Linked DNA regions of Mus musculus: regions 2 and 3 are each linked to region 1. Evidence: chromatin contacts called from public promoter capture Hi-C data. All regions are on one chromosome and are shown on one strand. Each heading gives the region's core, a stretch centred on a gene start, on an enhancer-like site or on the middle of the called end of the contact. The rest is flanking DNA. Distances are from core to core; before and after follow the strand shown. Region 1 holds the start of Fam189b (family with sequence similarity 189, member B). Region 2 holds the start of Pbxip1 (pre B cell leukemia transcription factor interacting protein 1). Region 3 holds the start of Zbtb7b (zinc finger and BTB domain containing 7B).

Region 1 (3,843 bases), core at 478-2,977:
AGAGTAAGGGGCCCGGGACAGAAAAACCTTACACACTTGAGCCTTTGAAAACTCCAGGAGGGGAGCAAAGGAGACCCAAAATAAGAGTGTAGGGGGAAGGGCTGGGGAGGGCTTCTTCACCTTGAGGGCCCCTCTGGCTTCATCACAGGTGGAGTTGAGGGCAACTTTCAGCTCCTGGCCCCATTCTGGGCAAGGTCTGTGTAGGGGGATAGGTGGGCAGCATACACAGACCTTCCCTTCCTGTGTGGGAGTGCAAAGGGCAAGGCAGCCCGGGTCAGAGCAAACTCACGGCTTCCTCCCATCTCTCCTAACCCCTTCCTTCCAGGTTTCCCTCCTCAAATCTCACCATGGAGCACTCTCGGAAGTCCCGAGCCAGCTGAGCATTCTTACAGGAGAGAACAGAGCCAGCCATGCTAAGCATGACACAGAGCACCGAAAGCAAGGAGAAGAAAGAGATCTGAGGGAAAGAAGGTGGCATCTCAGGGCTGGGACCTTCAGCAGCATCCCTCTTCCACAGAATGAGCCACCCTCTTCTCAGACAGCTTCTGCTAGCCTTATACCAACTGGAAAGCTCCTGGGAGGCATAACGGGGGGGGGGGGGGTAAATCCCCTTCGCTGCTGGGCACCTGCTTCCTAGTGGGCATCGGGCCTTGGCACCTACCACTAGAGTGAATGGCCGCTTCCAGGACACAATGCCAACCAACCCGGAGAACGCCAGCTAGGGACAGAGTGGGCACAGGCTCAGCTTGGCAGGGGAAGCACCTAAGTGAGCCCCTTGCCACAGGATGCACCCAGCCCTGCAAGGAGGGAGAGGACTGGGAGAAGAAGGAAAGACAACCATGTGGGCTTGCAGGTGAGGAGGGATGGGGCCTAAGAAGCTTCCCCCACCCCAGTACTATATACTCTTTGGACCCCACTCACCGAGAACCCAGCCCAAGATGGGCAGGACCTCTTGATGCTCTCGGTGGTGGTGACAGAGGAGGCCACCATGCTGAAGGTTATCACCAGGATGCCCAAGAGCACCTGGGCCAGCCCCAACGTGAGCAGGGCCTGGAGCCAGGGTCGGTGGAGGCGGAGGTGGGTAAGGCCCCGGGTACTGGGCCGGCTGGTCAGCGAGCGACTGGAGTCACTGGGCGAGGGCATCATGCCTGCCGCCCAGTTGCTCGCACCTCGCTCGGTCCCCCTTGATACTTGTGAGCATCTCAGAAGCACCCAAGCCCTGGTTCTTTATCCTTTCCACAGCCCTCGCTGTAAAGCCCACCTCCTGGCTAGGTCCTCTGGGGCATCGCCCAGGGACGCCAGCTGGAAGGAGGCCCAAAGGAGGGGCGTCACGAAGGGACAGTGAGGGGCTCCCTCCCCACCACCAAACGGGTACCGTGCCCGGGGAGGCGATGAGGACGCGAGGGCACCGGTTCATTGCATTTCCTTAATGAAGAGGGGTGCCGAGAAGGGCTGATCCCAGACTGAAGAGTAGCGTTCCGGAACCCAGGCAAGGGTGGGGAGGGCAAAAGCGAGAGGGATGCAAACAAGTCTACAGAGAGGGGGAAGGTCTGCATGCAGGAACTAGAGGTGCGTTTGGCCATTCAGGGCCGCCTGGTGGGGAGAGGCCGTGGAAACTGTCTCCAGAGTCGCAGACCCGCTCCCCTCCCCACCATGCTCGGCTTCCTTAGCTCCTCCAGCTGCAGCAGGTCAGCCTGTGGAGGTGGGGGATGGTGGATGGTGCGTGGTGCGGAGGAGGGGTGTGGTGGGTGGTGCAATGCATCCCGGGAGCTGTAGTCTGAAAGCAACCCTGGGGAAGGGAGGAGATAGGGAGAGGCCCTCCTCCATCCCTAGCCTCGCCCTGAAGCCTGAGCAGTTAAGGATCATTTCTGGGTCCATTTTCTGCCCCACAGGTTCCCGGGATGAGGTGTTCACACCAAAAGGGACTGACTGCTCATTCATCATTAACAGAGGCATGGTAAACCGAGCTGGGGCTCCCCCATCTCCCGCCTATCAGCCTGCCCACTTTGCCAAGTGCAACCCTCTCCTTGCAGAGTGTTTCCACCCCAGTTCCCCACTCCATACAATGGCCCAATCTCCAGTAAAGATACAGGAAATGGGTGAGTTCCAGTTACACTTTTTTTTCTTTAATTTAAATAACGGAAGAAGACATCCTTGGCACAGCAGAAGGAAACTGGGGTTGGGGTTGTGTGAGAGGTGGCGGCAGCAGTGTGGCCAGATGGGAGATAAAAGGCAAATAATGACTGAGTCACAGCGGGCTCTCCACACCTCAAGTCAGGATTAAAGTCATGGCTGTGGAATGAAGAGCCCCATAGAAGTCACCAAGTGGTGATGGCTCCCTGAATCCCAGAGACTTCAGGGATAGGGACTATCTTGGTTCCCACAGGTGACAGGCCCAGGGCATCCCAGCGGGTGCAGCAGGGGTCAAGGGGCCCTGAAGGCATTTTCAGCAGCTCCGGCAGCTGCATTGGCAGCAGCAGTTCGAACCGCAGGGTTGGAGAAGACACCAGCAGCAAATTCTTGCTGGGCCTTCTGAAAGCTGGCACCCGTTTGGCGGTACAGGGAGTGGATCTGCAAGAGGGAAGAGATTATAAGGGAGGCAGGCCCCTCCCATCCCAGGAGGATGGCACCACTCACTAGTCTCCTGCTTTGTACCGTTCCTTCTGCGTTGGCACTCCCTCCAAACACACAAACTCACCCACCCAAGAAAGTCCATTAGTTGATAACCCACCCGCCCTGCCCCATTTCCTTAATGTTCCACTCAGCAGCCCCTAGGGACCCAATGATCTCACTCCCCAGCCCCACCTTCTCCCGACCGGCCCTCACCCGCTTCAGCATCACGATTCCCAGCACTGCGATGCCGGTGAAGAGCAGGGCGACGAGCAGCATGAGCACCGCCACGGCAGGTTTGGATCCCACCACCACCAGAGCAGTCACCCAGCCGCTGTGGGAAGATGCACGGGTGAGGACCGACCACTCTGCCGGGGCTCTGCTCACCCGGAGTCCCCTAGGTCTAAGAACATGCTCCAGGCCCATCAACGGTCAGGGCCTCGGCCAATATGGCGGCATCCCATGAACCAATCCCACTACATCTATTCTCTTCATACTTTTCAGTCATTTCTGAAGCATCCGCTCCTAGCTCTCCTGGCATCCTCATGAAAAACAGATTCGAGCCAGGCATGGTGGCCCACGGCTTTAATCCTAGCACTCGGGAGGCAGAGGCAGGCAGATTTCTGAGTTCGAGGTCAGCCAGGTCTACAAAGTAAGTTCCAGGACAGGACAGCCAGGGCTACACAGAGAAACCCTGTCTCAAAAAAACCAAGAAAAAAAAAGAGAGAGAGAGAAAGAGATCCTTCTCACTTCTGGGCACTCCCTTGATCTTTCGTCCATTGTGACATGGCCTCTCCAGGAAAATTAATTTTCAGCCTCTGCCTGTCTACTGCTGTCTTGGCTCTAGCCATAGAGTGCCCTGACTTCAGTTACATTAGTCTTTCCCAAGGAAAAGACCCACATGACCCTTAGTTGGACAACCCCATTAAACTGAGTTGCCCAATGTGTGAGGAAGGGCTGAGGACGAATGGTAGCTCACACACCTGAAGCCCCACCCTGGGATGCCAATGGCCTGGAGGACAAAGAACACATCCTGGACGAAGAAAATGAAGAAAAAAACGAAGAAATTGAATGAACTATCACTCCTGCAAAGAGAAAAAAAGCAAGTGTGGGAGAATTAGAAAATGAGGTTCAGAGCAGCTCCCATCACCTCTCACTGCATCTCACTGTAGCCCTTCTCTCATCACCTCACTGCATCTCACTGCAGCCCTTCCTCCCATCACCTCTCACTGC
Region 2 (3,843 bases), core at 923-3,422, 250 kb before region 1:
CTGAAGAGAGAAGGAAATGACCTGGGTCCCTTTCACAATACCTGGGTCCTCCATAGTCCCCAGTGTCCTCCCACAGAACCCAAAGAAAAGGCTCACCAGCTTCCTTAAGGCCCAAGTGTCCCAGTACCCATCCACCATCAGTCCTCCACACACTGGGGCACTTAGGACAGTGGTTCTCAACCTGTGAGTCGACATCCCACAGGGCTTACATACCAGATATCCTGCGTATCAGAGATTTACACTAGGATTTGTGACAGCAGCAAAACTACAGTTCTGCAGTAGCAACGAAATAATTTCACAGTTGGGGGTCACCACAACATGAGGAACTGTATTAAAGGGTTGCAGCGTTAGGAAGGTTAGGGACTACCGGTTTAGGGGTTCTCAGCACTGGCTGTGCAGGGCTCAGCTAGGATTACCACTGGAGTGAGCAGGAAGGAAGTTTTCCAATACTGTAGGGCCCAGCGGCCCACTTGGGTCACTCCCTCTCAACCTTAAATTGTACAGGTTGATCTCTGGGATCTTGAAAGTGACTGGGGAGAAGTGGAGGAGCGGGGGTTGTGGCAATTACCATCGATAAATTACATTAAGATCTGCAAAATGGGGGGTGGGGAACTGGGTCTCTGATCCTGTCCCTTGCTAATCACAGCTAAGGGCAGCTGGGGTTAAGGTATCACCCTCTACTTCCAAAGACCAGCATAAAGCAAGGCTGTGCCCTTGGGCTAGGGCGGTGCAACCGGGATCAAGTAAGAGGATGGAGTGACAGACAGCTAGCTGACCCACTGGCAGAAAAGGCAGAATGTGAAATTTGACTGTACCAGCCAAATGCTCCCCAACTACTCCCACTGGGTTTAAGTCCTGCATGATTGCCTTAAAAAACCCTGTGGCTCTGGGGCTGGTGAAATGGCTCAGCAGGTAAGAGCACCAGACTACTCTTCCGAAGGTCCTGAGTTCAAATCCCACCAACCACATGGTGGCTCACAACCATCCCTAACGAGATCTGACTCCCTCTTCTGGTGTGTCTGAAGACAGCTACAGTGTACTTACATTAAATAAATAAATCATTAAAAAAAAAAAAAATCCTGTGGCTCCTGTTGGGCAAGATTCAGGCCCAAGATAGGTAAAGGACATCTAGTGGTGTCTTCCACAATGCTCATGTCTCCTAGACACTGATACCCATCCCACACAGGGACAAAACAATTGCAATGACTTCCCTATACCAAGTCCCCAAAAAACCCCGAACTCCCCACCCCCTTCTTCTAGTGACACCCACACAGCCATCTTCCTTCAGCTTTTGGCTCTCAGTCCCTCCACTGTCCTGCCATCCCCAGTTGCTGTGTGTGACTGTTAACAGGTGGCAGCAGGAAGGAAGTGGCCACAGCAGCTAGAGCAGAGGTCCCTGTTTATCCCTGGCTGTTTACAGCCTGCTCAGGTCCTCCAGAACTCAGCACCATGGCAACCAGGGTGATGTCAGACCCATCGTCTCCATGGAAATCGGCAATGGTATGGTATTTAGGTCAACAAGACAAACCTAAAACTGAAGCAGAAGTCTTCCTAGAACCCCTGCACTCGGGGTCCCAACCCTTGATACCAAAAAGCATCCCCGCTTTCCCAGGCCGGCACATCGGCACATTAATACCTTATTAGGAAGCCTGTCTAAGCAATCCAGAGCCCACTTAGCTGCCACCCTTCCCAGCTGTGATTTTAGGGCAGTCTTTGACCTCTAAGAAGAAAACCCACCCACTACTCTCTCTCCCCTTTTCACTCAGGCAGGATTTCACAAAAACTTCTGCTGTTTCTAAAAAAGAGAGTGTTCCCAGTCTGCACAAAACTGGGAAGTCTGGTTTGATATGCCCTTGATTGTCTCTAACTTCCTTCTCTGTCTGACCTTTAAAGGGAAGGACCTGGGACCACAAAAACTTGCCTGAGTTCCTGCTTCGGAATCATCTGTCTCCCTCCTTCCCCGCCCTTCGGTCCTGTGTTGGGCAGTATGTGGACGCCGGGGCTGCCCACTCCTTTTATACAGCTTTGCCCTCTTTTGTTATCTGGGGATAAAGTGGGAGTCTGTAACGCCCCTTCCCGGCAAGGACTCCTTTACCTGACCCAGCTCCTCGCTTCAGTCTTCAGCTTAACTTGTTGCAACCTCCCAGCCCAGGAAGACAAGAGGGGAGTCACGTGGCTAGTGTTTGACCAGTGAAAAGTCGACTTCCCCGCGGGGGGGGGGGGTGAGGGGGAACTTTTGACCAATGAAAAGCTGGACTTGAACGCCCAGGCAGGGGAGAGAAGGTCTACGCAGTACCTCTCTCCCTTGGTTTATCTTTTTTGGTGGGCAATTTGGTCTCCAGCAAAGTAAATTTGGGAGACCTCCCCTCTTTTCTCAGTGTCTAGTGTCTAGTAGGAAGACCTAAAACTGAAAGGTGCTGTCTGATGAGGGGGCAAGGACCAGGTGCCATGTTGGTCCCAGGATAGACAGAGACAGCTGTAGGATGGGGGATGGGGTCCAGTGCAAGTTGTGGGTTTAGAAATAGCCCTCTCACCACTCTTATCCGCCCCAATGCAGACTAAGGATGCCACTACTTTGGATATGGAAGACGGCCAAGCATGGTGGTGCCAGCTCCTGGGAGACAGAGGCAGGTGTGCAGGTGGATCTCTTGAGTTTGATATCAGCCAAATCTATATATAGTGAGTTCCAGGCCAGTGAGGGCTACATAGTGAGATCCTGCTACACATGCACACGCACACCCTGTGGGATGTCTTAGCTGGGTAAAACCTCCACGTGTGCACATGTTTGCACCTCAAGAGATCATACAGACACAAGATAATAAATTTTTAAAAAATTAATGGAGGGAGGTGCTATAATCCCACCACTGGAAAGACTGAAGAAGTGGATGTTGAAGTCCAGCCTGGGCTACTAAACAAATCCCAAACCAAAACCAAACTAAAACAAAAGCAAAAAAAAAAAAAAAAAAAAAAACTCAAACAAAAACAATGGAAGAACCGAGGCAGAAAAGCATCCACAAATTAAAGTCAGGGCTGGATGTGACCCAGCAGTGGAGCGCTGTCTGTCATCTGTAAAATGGAAGGGGAAGCATTTAAGAAATTTCAAATTTTTATGTGGATGGGTGTTTTGCCAGCATGGCTGTAGCATTCTAGAGTTACAGATGGTTGTGAGCTGCCACGTGGGTGCTGGGACTTGAACCTGAGTCCTCTGGAAAAAAACAGGAGTTCTTAACTGGTGAGCCATCCAGCCTGAAAACTCATATTTAAAACCAACCAACCAAACAAACAAACAAAAACCCCACCTTACTTGTGTGTGAGGATACATACCAGCCGTGGGACACAGGGCAGAGGGCAAGCTGCCATGTCAGTTCTCTCCTTCCACCCATGGGTTTCAGAGATTGAACTCAGATCCTCAGGTCAGCCCAAAGTATCTTCACCTGTCACCTCCTTGGGCACCCCAAATAAATGTCTGAAATAAAAACTCTGGACGCAAGGGAACTGGAAGGTTTAAATCCAGAGCTCAGGCCCTGATGCCAGAGGCCTTGGCTCCAACCCCATCTGGCTTCCGACTAGCCCAAGAATTGCTCCAAAAGCGGAGGTTCCCACATTGAGGATCTACAAAGTGGAACAGGGAGGCTGGGAACCTGCTCAGCTCAGTAGCTTGAGCAGGGACAGCCTCAGGCTCTAGGCATCCCCGCTAGCAGGGGCTCAGCCTAACGGTTCTGCGGATGAACAAAGGAGTCCTTGTTTGGATTTTCAAGTCATTTTATTAATCCAACCGTACAAAAAGATCCTGTAACCACATCCCTGCCAACCCACTTTCTTCCAAAAGGTAGCAGAGAAGAA
Region 3 (3,843 bases), core at 606-3,105, 210 kb before region 1:
CTAGTACTGTTGCCTAGCACGGCTTACTCCCTGGTCAGCAGGACCCTGACAGTAGAAGGAAGGGAAAAACCCTAGTCCAGACACATCTTGCTCGGAATCCTTCCGACAGTCCTGCGGGGCCGCTAGGAAAACCTGGAGCAAAGATCAGACTTGACCTAGGGCGTGCTGGTGTTGGGGGCGGGGGAAAGCGGGACAGAAACAGATAGGAAAACCCGGAACGGATTGCTTGAGCCAGAGTTCCTCATGCTAGCCACTGGTCCCTATTGCCCCCCTAATTCTCCAGTGAGATAATGTCTGGGGTGAGGGGCTGTTTAGTTTGGCTTGAGCCCTCCGGGGCGCCTCACACTTTCCGCCCCTGGCTGAGGGGCAGAGCAGCGGCCTCGAGGCTGAGTCATGGGGGGGGGGGGGGGGGGAGAAAGAGGGAGGGAAGGGCCGACTCCACCCCTCCCCCTGCTTGGGGATCCCGGGTCAGCCCGGGTGAGGGCCAGGGCCCCCCTGGCACCGCCCATTGTGGTCCAACAGGTTGAGCTGGTGTCCTGCGGAGCCACCTGCTGGAAAGGGAAGGAGGCCCCCTGCGGAGGGAGCTGGGAAAGAGAACAAGTCCGACCCGGTTCCGCCTGGCCTGCTGCTGCGAAGCCGAACCTGGTCCTAGAGAGCGGGATTTGACTCCGTTTGAAACGAGTAGGAGGGGCCCTTTTGGGGTCTATAGCATCGCCAGCCCAGTTGTAAGCGTCCCTCAGAGACTACCATTCTTTGGGTCGGGCACTTAAATACGAATACCGGTTTTTCCCAAACCCACTTAAGCAAACATCCTAAACCACCCAGGTCTCTATCGTCACCTCGGGGTCTGAGTGAATCTGCGCCAAGATCCCTCCACTGTAGGGTCTCAGTTTCTCCACTAAAAGTACCGGCTGGTTGAAGGCAAAGCGTCGGGGCCCCAGAGGGAGCGCACCTCCCCCTTCCCCTTCCCAGACTCAGTCCCTCCCCTTTGAAAATGCCAAGGCAGCAACGGGCACTGGCTAGAGCGCAAAGGCTCCTTGCCCCGGGCACTGTTCCCTCCCCGCGGGGCGCCGTCACGCGTGGGGAGGGACACAGAGTGCCCACAGACTCGACTCCCCCGCTCCCTCGGAGGGGGATGGGCCAAGAGGCTGAAGCTCAATGTCTAGAGGTTCTCTCTCTTCCTGGGGCTCTGACCTGGTTAAAGCCCCTCGGCAGGACCCCACTCTTTCTAAATTTTAGGTCTTCATCCCCAGCAGCGTATCCGTAACCTCTCATACCATTCCCTCCCCAGGTGGTGACCCTACAGAAGCCCCTCTTGAAAGAGAGGAAGTCCCTGAGGGGGCTGCTCCATTCCCTGGCCACTGCGGACACTGTCTTCGGCCTCCCTCCCCTTCTGGTTTCTGGCCAGCCCAGGCTCCACCCCCTCCCTGGATGAACCCTAGGCGCGTCCCACATGGGATAGGCGGGTGTTCAGGCCAATGGATGGGCAGGGCGGTGGCGTGCAAGGGGTGGAGCTGGGCAGCAGCAGAGGGCTGGACGGGGGTCGGAGGCGGAGCTCCAGTTAAGGTGGACCGGAGGAGATAGTGGTAGAAAGCAGAGAGGGAGAGGGATCGCGGCAGGTGAAGGGAGTTTGAAGGAAAGAAGGGAAAGGAAAAGGGTGGGAAAGGCTCAGGGAGCGAAGCAAAATCTCGGAGAAAAGGGACGAAAAGGAGGGAGGGACCCATATGCTCCCTGCTGGAACTAGCTGTTGGAAGAGGTGGAAGTTTATGTCCTTATTGGGCGGAGGGAGGGGGTGCCTGGGGGGGGCGGATGAAAAACCAGGAAGTGACAGAGGGTGTTGCTAAGGGTGGGGGGGGAGTTTGGGGGTGGCAGGGGCGGGGGGAGGGAGGGGAGGGATGGGGGGAAAGCAAGAGAGAGGACAGGTGAGACAGCAGGACAGGTGAGGCGGGCCTTGGGGGGGGGGGCGAGTGGAAGCCAGGTGAATGTACGGCTCTCCGCGGCCAAGGGGGGGGCGGGCAACAGGAGGAGGCAAAGGGTGGCGGAGGAGGAGCCCCCCAGCAACGAGCAGCGAGCCACTGACCGCGGCCTTCTGACCAGGACCGGAGCAGAGCCCCAAGCCCCCCAGCCTGGCGGGGGACGCGCTTCTTCCTACACCCTGTGCCTCTGCAGCTCCAGCGAACGGACCCAACGGCTGAAAGGTAAGTGAACCCCACTTTTTGTCCCTTGGCTCGGGATACACTAAACTCGAGCCTACTGCAGTGTCCTTCGTGCGTCCTGTGAGACCCCTGTACACACACGTACACACACACACACCAGATTTCAACCAGTCGCATTCCCTGTAGCTTTCCTGGGTCTTTGGAATTGGTTTTAACTTGGAGGAAAGGTAGAGAACTATGGACTATTGGCCTCCCCCCAACTCTGAGCGGAGGGTCTCCAGAAACTTTCTTTGCACTTCTAATATCATACAGACTGTGAGCTACGGGATGGAGAGGGGGTGAGCTGCACTGAACTTACCCCTACCCCCAGTCGCTTTTGTGACTTTAGGGGGAGACCCCAGACCCGACCGAATGGAGGGAATGGAAACCCTGACGGACTATAACTAGGACAACGCGTGTCCCCACCCACCCACCCAGCTCCGCGCCCCCCTGGCACGGTGGGCTGGACCCAGGCCAGTGGCACGGGGGGTGGGGGGCAGCGGGAGGAACCGCGGCTTGGGGGAAAGTTACCGGCTGGACTATTCGGTTTCTTGCGCTTCCAGAGCCGCGTCGTCTCTCCAGCGGTAGTGCGGCTCAGCAGGACGACCCCTCTGCCCCTCCCGCTCCGCAATCACATTCCGGTCTCTCAAGCCTCAGGCCCACCGCCACCTTTTCAAAGTCAGCTTTTGCTCTCACAACTCCAGTGCGAGGGTGGGTGATAAGAACTCGACCTACCAGCGGTCTTGCCGCCGGCGCCGGCGCACCTGCCCTGAGCAGAGTGGGGGTCGCTGTGTGGTAGAAACCTAGTGCGCACCGCTGGCCGAGGTTGGCCATTCAGAGGGGTGGGGGGCGCTGCTTTCCATTTCCAGCTTTCTCTCCCCTCCTCCCACCCCACCCAAGTAAGAGAGCGACGTGTCCTGGCCAGAGCGGGGGGGGCGGGAGTGGGGGGGCAGCGTGGGCAGCGGGTTGTGCCCGGACACGTGCCTGCCCAGGCGCCCCGGCCCTGCTAGTGTTTGGAGAGAGGGCGGGTCCCCTGCCCCCCGCCCCGCACAACCCCCATGTATCAAAGGGCGGCTGAGACGTGGTGAGACCTCGGGGCGCCCTGGGGGGGCGGGGGGTAAGGCGGGGAGCCTGGGTCCGGAGCAGGGGAGGGGCAGAGGCGCCGGTGCTAGCTGACCCACAGGAAACGAGCACTGCTGACCTAGTTTGGGACACCGGAAGTGGGTGCTGGGGAGAAGGGGAGACCGGCAAGCTGTCCTGGCTTCCGGGCCAGGTGGAGGGCGTTCTTGAATTGACCCCCTCCCGAATGCCTTAGAGACCCCTAGCTGCAGCTGAGAACGGGAATGAGTCAGCGCAGCTATTTCTCCTTCCCCCAACTTATTCCCAGAGGAGGGGACCGTTTATCAAGGGTTGGGGGGAGTCAGATTGGGAAGTGAGGAGTTAAATAAACCAAGATAGGAACTCTCTGTTCCCTCGAGGCAGTGTGTGTTTTGGTGAGGGGGGGGGCGCTAAGGCCTGGAGGATTATTCGGTTGCGTTTTGCTACCCCACACACACCAACTGGTTTGGTCACCCCTGTACCCTCCTGGCACTGCTTATGGAGCTGGCATGGAGTGGACATTAGATTGGGAGGAGATACTGGGCATAAG

What was found. Capture Hi-C pulls out chosen DNA fragments and counts their contacts.
Region 2: a promoter capture Hi-C map of adipose tissue shows a contact between it and region 1. The contact joins the promoter of Pbxip1 here to the promoter of Fam189b in region 1. A contact is called at or near these places in 2 of 39 promoter capture datasets (erythroid cells and liver), 3 of 115 datasets of contacts at active chromatin or transcription factors (bone marrow-derived macrophages, effector CD8 T cells and pancreatic cancer cells) and 3 of 9 other capture datasets (adipose tissue, embryonic stem cells and liver).
Region 3: a contact with region 1 is called in a promoter capture Hi-C map of adipose tissue. The contact joins the promoter of Zbtb7b here to the promoter of Fam189b in region 1. A contact is called at or near these places in 1 of 39 promoter capture datasets (erythroid cells), 2 of 484 Hi-C or Micro-C datasets (the HL-1 cell line and embryonic stem cells), 1 of 115 datasets of contacts at active chromatin or transcription factors (embryonic stem cells) and 3 of 9 other capture datasets (adipose tissue, liver and pancreatic islet).

Annotation. Positions count from the first base shown.
Region 1 is chr3:89,181,027-89,184,869 of GRCm38.p6, reverse strand. Fam189b (family with sequence similarity 189, member B) reads right to left here and starts at 1,727. Exons shown (of 12, transcript NM_001014995.2): 1 at 922-1,727; 2 at 662-718; 3 at 347-457; 4 at 121-240. The coding sequence starts at 1,146. Gm45927 (predicted gene, 45927) reads right to left here. Exons shown (of 19, transcript NM_001310017.1): 17 at 3,594-3,695; 18 at 2,827-2,944; 19 at 2,100-2,571. The coding sequence ends at 2,425. It overlaps Scamp3 (secretory carrier membrane protein 3), which reads right to left. Exons shown (of 9, transcript NM_011886.3): 7 at 3,594-3,695; 8 at 2,827-2,944; 9 at 2,100-2,571. The coding sequence ends at 2,425. Gm16069 (a long non-coding RNA gene) reads left to right here and starts at 443. Exons shown (of 3, transcript XR_003954659.1): 1 at 443-853; 2 at 1,893-2,962.
Region 2 is chr3:89,435,033-89,438,875 of GRCm38.p6, reverse strand. It overlaps Pbxip1 (pre B cell leukemia transcription factor interacting protein 1), which reads right to left and starts at 2,172. Exons shown (of 11, transcript NM_146131.2): 1 at 2,096-2,172. Pygo2 (pygopus 2) reads right to left here. Exons shown (of 3, transcript NM_001293768.1): 3 at 3,745-3,843.
Region 3 is chr3:89,391,390-89,395,232 of GRCm38.p6, reverse strand. It overlaps Zbtb7b (zinc finger and BTB domain containing 7B), which reads left to right and starts at 1,855. Exons shown (of 3, transcript NM_009565.5): 1 at 1,855-2,198. It overlaps Gm15417 (predicted gene 15417), which reads right to left and starts at 3,369. Exons shown (of 2, transcript NR_040403.1): 1 at 2,727-3,369.